2 separate regions of the Mus musculus genome follow, and region 1 is linked to region 2. A link is a contact called in public HiChIP or PLAC-seq data. All regions are on one chromosome and are shown on one strand. The core of a region is the stretch at or near the end of the contact, and the rest is flanking DNA. Distances in the headings are between cores, read along the strand shown. Region 1 overlaps Cdh23 (cadherin 23 (otocadherin)). Region 2 overlaps Psap (prosaposin).

What was found. HiChIP or PLAC-seq counts read pairs in DNA pulled down with a chosen protein or histone mark.
Region 1: an H3K27ac HiChIP or PLAC-seq map of microglia shows a contact between it and region 2, with 5 times the contacts expected there. The contact joins two enhancer-like sites. A contact is called at or near these places in 1 of 115 datasets of contacts at active chromatin or transcription factors (microglia) and 3 of 9 other capture datasets (adipose tissue, liver and pancreatic islet).

The regions. Positions count from the first base shown.
Region 1 is chr10:60,472,971-60,476,270 of GRCm38.p6, forward strand. The region is part of intron 12 of Cdh23 (cadherin 23 (otocadherin)); the gene reads right to left. Among named protein-coding and RNA genes, the nearest start is that of Gm17455, 75 kb to the left of the region's middle. Within about 2 kb of position 1,776, at least 6 of the 459 cell types and tissues checked have an H3K27ac peak or open chromatin away from gene starts, as enhancers often do. A contact at or near this core is called in microglia, where this site is marked.
Region 2 is chr10:60,288,149-60,291,687 of GRCm38.p6, forward strand. It overlaps Psap (prosaposin), which reads left to right. Exons shown (of 15, transcript NM_011179.3): 2 at 3,491-3,539. Among named protein-coding and RNA genes, the nearest start is that of Psap, 12 kb to the left of the region's middle. Within about 2 kb of position 2,028, at least 89 of the 459 cell types and tissues checked have an H3K27ac peak or open chromatin away from gene starts, as enhancers often do. A contact at or near this core is called in microglia, where this site is marked.

The DNA.
Region 1 (3,300 bases), core at 526-3,025, 180 kb after region 2:
CAAGAGCATAATAAAACACCAAGGATGATAATAAAACTCATAGTTTTCAGGGCTCCAACCCCTAAACATCCTTGCCAGGTTCTACCCTCTGTCTGCACATTTCCATCTCCATCTCTAAAGGAAGTGCGGTAGAGCCTGCCCTCTCTGACCTGAACTGAGCCTTCTTCCCAGAGGCTTCTGGGAGCTCCATGGGCTGGTGAGAGCCCTTTAGCCTATGCTGAGGCCTGGGATAAGGAAGTGGGGTACAGAGAGGGTCCCCAGAGTCAGTGCCATGCCCTTTAGAAATGCTGTCTAGAACTCAGATCTACCACAGGAGAGTCTGTGACCACACACCTAGTGGGGAACACTGAAGTTTAGTGATGTTTGTTAACATTAGGGCTAGGGAGATGGCTGAAGGAATAAAGTACTTGCTTTGCAAGCCTGAGGTCCTGGGTTCGATTCCCAGCACCTATAGAAACAGCAGGTGCAGAGTGCTCCTGTAATGGCAGTACTAGAGGCAGGGGAAGGGGCAGAAAGATTTCTGGGGTTTGCTGGTCAGTCAGAATTCATGAGCTACAAGTAATGAGCGAGTCTGTCTCAAACAATAAGGTGGAAAGAAAGCCCCCAAGGGAAACCTCTGACTTCCACATATATGCCTTTGCGCATGCATACACCACAGACGAAATTTAGATGCGCTGAGCAGTCAGACCCGAGGCATCTCCCTCGTTAGATCTGCAGTTTCACGCAAATGATTTTTCCCCCATTAGACCTGCTTTCCTTGTCTGCAAAATGGGGTTGGTGGGGGGAGAAGTGCTGTCCACCCAGCAGACTACTGAGGACAAACTGTGACATCCTGGTAGCTGCCTGGACAGACGCTCATCTAGGAAAGCCATTTTCAGAGTTCTAGGAGGCATGGGGTGAGAGGGGAGGGACTCGGGAGGTGGGCAGAGTTGAGACCTTGGCCAGGGCAGAGAGGGGCAGGCAGAGGGGGACCCACAATGGATGTGTAGGATGCAGGGACCATCCATCCACTCCCACCCTCAGCATGGACTGCCGGGCTCCGTCCTCTTGCTGTTTGTTGAGCTCATCCATGCTATTGAGTGGCAGAAAATCAAAGCTGACAAGCTGTGTTCTTTATCACTCCTTTGTCCCATCTTCCGCTTAATTAATCCCAATCAGACTTGGTGAAGTGGCCTTGGCAGGGAGGAGACCCCCTCCCCCTCTCCCTTAGAGTCAGCCGCTTCTCCCTCCCACCCTAGACTTCTGTCCCTGCTGCCCTGGGCCAAACACCCTCTGCACCCCCAAGGCTCGTCTGGATGACCAAGTACAGAAAGCACCAGAACCCAGGGGAGCTCGCCGACTCTGTCTCCAGCTCCCCTTGGGGACCATGGGGACAAATGTCTCCCATGGTCAGCAGTTGGGTCTCACTGCCCTTTCCTGAGTTCTAGGTCTGTCTGGCCCCCAACAGTTCAGAGGGTCCCCTTTCTCCCCACAGAGCCAAGGCTACTGCCCTCTTTCTGGGTCTCCTCTCACCCCAAGTCCTGCCTTCTCAGGTTTGGGCCTCCAAGCAGACAAACCTAAAGCTGAGAGTATGTATTTTCTGGAGCTACCACCCATCGCTGTGTGGTAGGGGAAGATCTTTTCCCGTGCCTCAGTTTCCCAGTCTGTAAAATGGTACTTTTGCTTTGGGGGTTTCTCCTATGCACCCACAAACATGAATTACTTGATGTCCTCTGACTGAAGCGTTTCCTCCCACCCTCTGTCTCTCTCGTGTCCTCTCCCACTCTCTGTTCCCCTTCCTGTCCCTTCACTTCCTGTCTGAAACCATAGACACTCAGGGTCACTCCCCACTCCACGCCCATGCCCATATCAAAACCCTAATCTCAAAGGAGGGCAGGCTTTTGGGAGGTGGTTTGGGTGGGTGGGTGGAATCTTCCTGATCAGGATGCCAGCTCCTGATGGCACATATGAAAGGAACCCCAGGTCCAACTTTACCCTTTCTGCTATGTGTGGATACAGGGAGAAGATGACCATCTAAAAACCACGAAGTGTCTCTTGCCATGCAACCAAATCCTCCAGCTCATTGGTCTTAGACTGCCCTGTCTTCACAAGGAGACATGTGAGCCCCCTGGTTACTCTGGCCCAGACAGGCTAAGAGCCTCTCTCTCCTTTCATCTCTCCTCTCTTCTCCTTGGTGCCCCAGGTTACCCATCGAATTCCACACACGCCTGCACAGATGGGATCAATCCCAGGCTGCCTCGCCTTCAGCTTATCTCCGCTCCAAATGATTGATTTTCCCTCTTTAAGAGTAATTTGCTGGTGAATTCCACGTATTGGGAGAAAAAAAAAAAAAAACCCCAGCACAAGCCTGTGAAATCTAATTCAATCCGACTGGCAGCTGGCACTTTGAGGGAAGAACACTAGAGAGCCGTCATTTTCATCCCAGATGGGTGTAGTGCTGTGGGAGGTGGCAGGTGCTCCTCACCTGTACGAACGCACCTCCCTCTGCCTGGCCCAGCTCTTCTGGGAGTCATAAAGTACTCACACAGAGGCCAATGGAGGTGTGTTTAAATGAACAGTTCCCAGTTTGTAGCCCATGGTCAAGTGCATTGTGGGAATCTCTCGTAGGCTAGCTACACCTGACCTTCAGTCTGTTGTCTTAAGGCATCCTTCCTTCCCTCCCTCCTATCTTCCTTCCTCTTCCCTCCTTCCCTTCCTCACACCTCCCTCCCTCTTCTCTCCCTCCTTCCCTCTCTCCCTCTTTCCTTCCCTCCCTCCCCTCTTTCACCTTCCCTCTCTCCCTCCTTCTTTCTTCCCCCCCCCTCCTCCTCCTCTGATTTCTGAGCACAGAGTCTGTGCCCTTGGGACCCAGTGCAGCACGTATCCTGGTGTTCCGTGTGGTTCAGTCCTGCGACCTCTGTCCCTTTTTTGTTCTGGTTTGTCTGACTCAGTTTCCCCACCTGGCTATGGGTTGCCCATCAAGCTTGAACCAGAGATGCCTGTCTATCATATGCATACTACAGGATTGCTGATTGAAAACATTGAGGAAGGGGGTGGTGTCATTTAGTCTACGAGCCCTAAAGATACACTTGATGGTGACTCCTCTCACCTCGTGATTTTTGGGGGGATGGGGATATCTGCAATACTTCATAAGTTAGCATGTGGTATAACAGTTTTTGTTCTATAAATAACAATGCATGTATAGGTTCCTGTCTCCCCTCCACTAAGCTAGGGCCCCAAACAATTCTCCTATCCCTACCCCCCAAAAAATAAAGATCCCCGCCTTGTTCTAAGTCTTTGCAACCCCTGCTGTCAGCCACA
Region 2 (3,539 bases), core at 778-3,277:
GTCTCAAGAGTGCCTGGATCACAAAAGGTTCTGAGCAATTCTTGCTTCCCAGACTTCTGGTTTGTGTGTGTGTGTGTGTGTGTGTGTGTGTGTGTGTGTGTGTGTGTGTGTGTGTGTGTATGAGTATGTGTGGGGGAATGGTTGAGGTTGGGTGGGCAGGCAGTAGGTGTGCATGTGCCATGGTGTGAGTGTGGAGGTCAGAGGTCAACTTTTGGGGGTTTTCCTACCAAATGGGTTCCAGGCATCGGGTTCAGGTTGCCAGGCTTGGCAGCAAACACATTTTAGCCATTGTATCATCTTGGCTGAATCTTGTTAAGTAGTACCAACTAGCTTCTATAATCCCCCTGCCTCAGTCTCCCAATGACTAGACTTTCAGGTGTAAACTACTACACCTGACTTCTATGAGTGCTTTTGTTGTTGTTGTTTTTTTTAATAACACTTACATGTATAGACACAATCCACAGTGTATAAGTTGTAAGAGTCGTTCTTTCCCCAGTGGGACTAGAATACAACCCCCACCCCACCCCGTGGTTTGGCAGTAAGCACCTTTACCTGCTGAGCCATCTTACCTGGAAGTGTTTGGAGTCCTGCTTCTAGGGCTGCCGTGGAACCCGGCTCCTGACAGCTATCCTTAATACCATATAATTCTGGTGATACCTAGTTTTATTTTGGGTTATTTTGTTATTACATTATTTGCCAGGACTGAGGATTGAACCTGGTTCCCACATGTGCTAGGCATGTTTGCCGCTGAGCTGTATCAACCTTTGTAGATGCCTTCTGTTTCGTTTGAGACAGGGTCTCATCTCACTATGGCCCTGCCATTGCCTCTCAGTGCTGGGATTAAGGTTGTATCACCATGCCCAACCTTGGTTTTGTGCTTTTGAGACAGGGTTTTCTATGAGTACTAGGCTGGCTTTGTACTTAACTGCCCCAGGCTAGCCCCAGTAGTCCTTCCCCAGACTTCAGTGCTGGGATTGCAATGTTACCATTGTTATTTAGACAGAGTTTCACTTGGTAATTCTGGTTGGCCTGGAACTCTGTGTGTGTGTGTGTGTGTGTGTGTGTGTGTGTGTGTGTATGCGTGTGTATGCATGCGAGTGTATGCGTGTGTATGCCTGTGTATCAATCAAGCTGGCCTTGAGCTTACTGAGGCCTTTGGTGGCATATCTCTTCATCGCAGCTCTAAGAGAGGCTGCAGCAGGAGGACTTTGAGTTTGAAGTGAGCCCTTGCTGTATATAGAGATCTTGTCTCAGAAGACTGAAAGGGGAAGGAAAGACAACGGTCCCCACCCCCACGGGCTTTGATTCCTGGGCCAGGCCCTTGAAATGTAGAGTTTAACTTGTATGTGTGTGCTGAGTGCTCTTCATATCTACAAGGACATAGGTAACAGCAGGTTGAATCAGACCCTGCTAGGAGCTCGGGCAAACAGTCTAAGAACATTCTTAGAGGTAGCTGGCCAACTGCCGGAGAAGGAAATTGGTTTTAAGGACTGAATGTTGCAGGCTTGGAGGTCAGAACATAACTGGTCAAAAAGTGGTTTGGGTTCATTTTTTGAAAAAGATTTTTAATTTTGATTATGTATGTGTACATGACTATGGGTGCCCGTGGAGGTCAGAAGAGTTAGATCTTCCTGAAGTGAGTTACAGGTATTCAGGTCTGCTGCAAGAACAGTGTGTGGTATCAGCCATCTCTCCAGCCCTGGGTAATTATCTATTTATTGATAAATACCCTGGGGTTGGACGTCCGTGCCTAACAAGACAACCCAACTCTTTCCTTGGTGTGTCCCTTGTTGGGTTAAGGCTGGCCCTCTGATTTTAGTTAGTTGCACAGTGACCTGGGGTCTGGAACCATCCAGAACAGCTCCACTCCCCTGCCATAGGCAGGACAGCTCTGCTCCCTCGCCTGTTTGAAAACCGCCATGTGTGCCTCTATGATGTTTTCCCTGCCCTCCTATCATGTGGGTCCTGGGGTTCACCCACTGAGCCAACCCCTCCCCCACATTGTTTTCCTTTTGAGATAAGAGGCTCACAACTCAGACCATTCTCCTTCCTCTGCCTCCCTAAAGTATGGTTTCTAAGTGTGCCGCCACAGCTCAGTGCTCCCACTTCTCTTTCCAGTGGGCTGCCCTGCCGGTGTCTTTCCTTTTCACTGCCTTAGCTCTTGTGGTTAAAGTGCAGGTATGAGTCTCTGTTCTGTGCCCTCAGATCCCTAGCCACTGCTGGGATGGTGCCCGTAGGGTGGTGCACCTCTGTCTTAGGGACAGCTCACTGGGTAGTGTGCTGGGCACTGAATAAGATGCTAAGTTTGTTACCTGGATCTGGGTCAGGGTTACTTTCAGACCTCTGTCACCAGGCTAAAGCAGGCTGACTGAATGTGGTTTCCGTGTCAAGTTCCTGGAAGGCAAAACAAACACAGGGTCTGCTGTGGCTCAGGCTTGTGATTGCAGGCTATGCTCCCAGAAACCTGATGACTTTGGTCATTATAGCAAGTCCCCAGTAAAGATGGAAGTGGGCAGTGTTAGCAGTCAGTGTTAGTTAGCCTGCTTCCTGGTCTGCTGGGGTTCGAGCCTGCTGGCCTCTGGTTCCTCATGTGCCTGCTACTAGGCACCATATTTTTCCTCACTGGGGGTAGCACCAGGCAGTATGGTTTTTGTTTTGGAACATGGTTCTGTAGCTCAGGCTGGCCTGGAACCCAGGTTAGGCCTCGGGTAGTATGTATAGCTTAGCTCTTAGGAACCTTTGCCAAGTGACCCCCACCCCCATTACTCAGCCTGGGCTGGGCTGGGCTGGGCTGGGCTGGGCTGGGCTGGGCTGGGCTGGGCTGGGCTGGGCTGGGCTGGCCTCTGGGAAGTTGGGCTTGAGAACATGCTGCTTTTGTGAGTTGGGGTGCGTGTGCGCGCCTGTGCGTGTTTGTGTGGTGGCCGGCAAGGCTGGAGTACGGGCAGAAGATGCAGGACCGTGTGCCCAGCTCCTTAGTTCATTCCCTTAGTCTTTAGGAAGAGCCTGCTCATGGATGTCTGTGTGGGGTACATGTTTGTGGGATGCAAACATGGACTTCCTGGGTGTCCAAGGTGAAGCAGTGTGGCCACGGGGTTTTCATGGTTGATTGAAGCCACGTGCCTCTTGTTTTCATCAGAGGTTGGGGGCAGCATCCTGATACCTGCCAGAGTTTGGTCCTCATGCTAGCCCATCTTCTGCGTCTGATAAAAATCCTCTGTGTAGCCCAGGCTGGCCTCAAACTCACCATCCCCTGCTTCAGCCTCCTGAGTGCTACGGATTACTCCAGTCAGATTTTGAGGACTCAGAACCTGACACTAGACAGGACACGTGCCTCCTGTCAGTCCTATGACTTAGGGCAGGCTCTCCCTGGCCAGCCATTCTGCGATACAGTCTGTATTTCTTGGGCTAGGGAGACCCAGTGATCTCTCAGCCAGCAGGCAGAGCTAGTCCTTAACTCTGCGTACTTATGTATTGGGCGGTTTTCCTTTAGCTCTGACCAGCCCTGTCCAAGACCCGAAGACATGCTCTGGGGGCTCAGC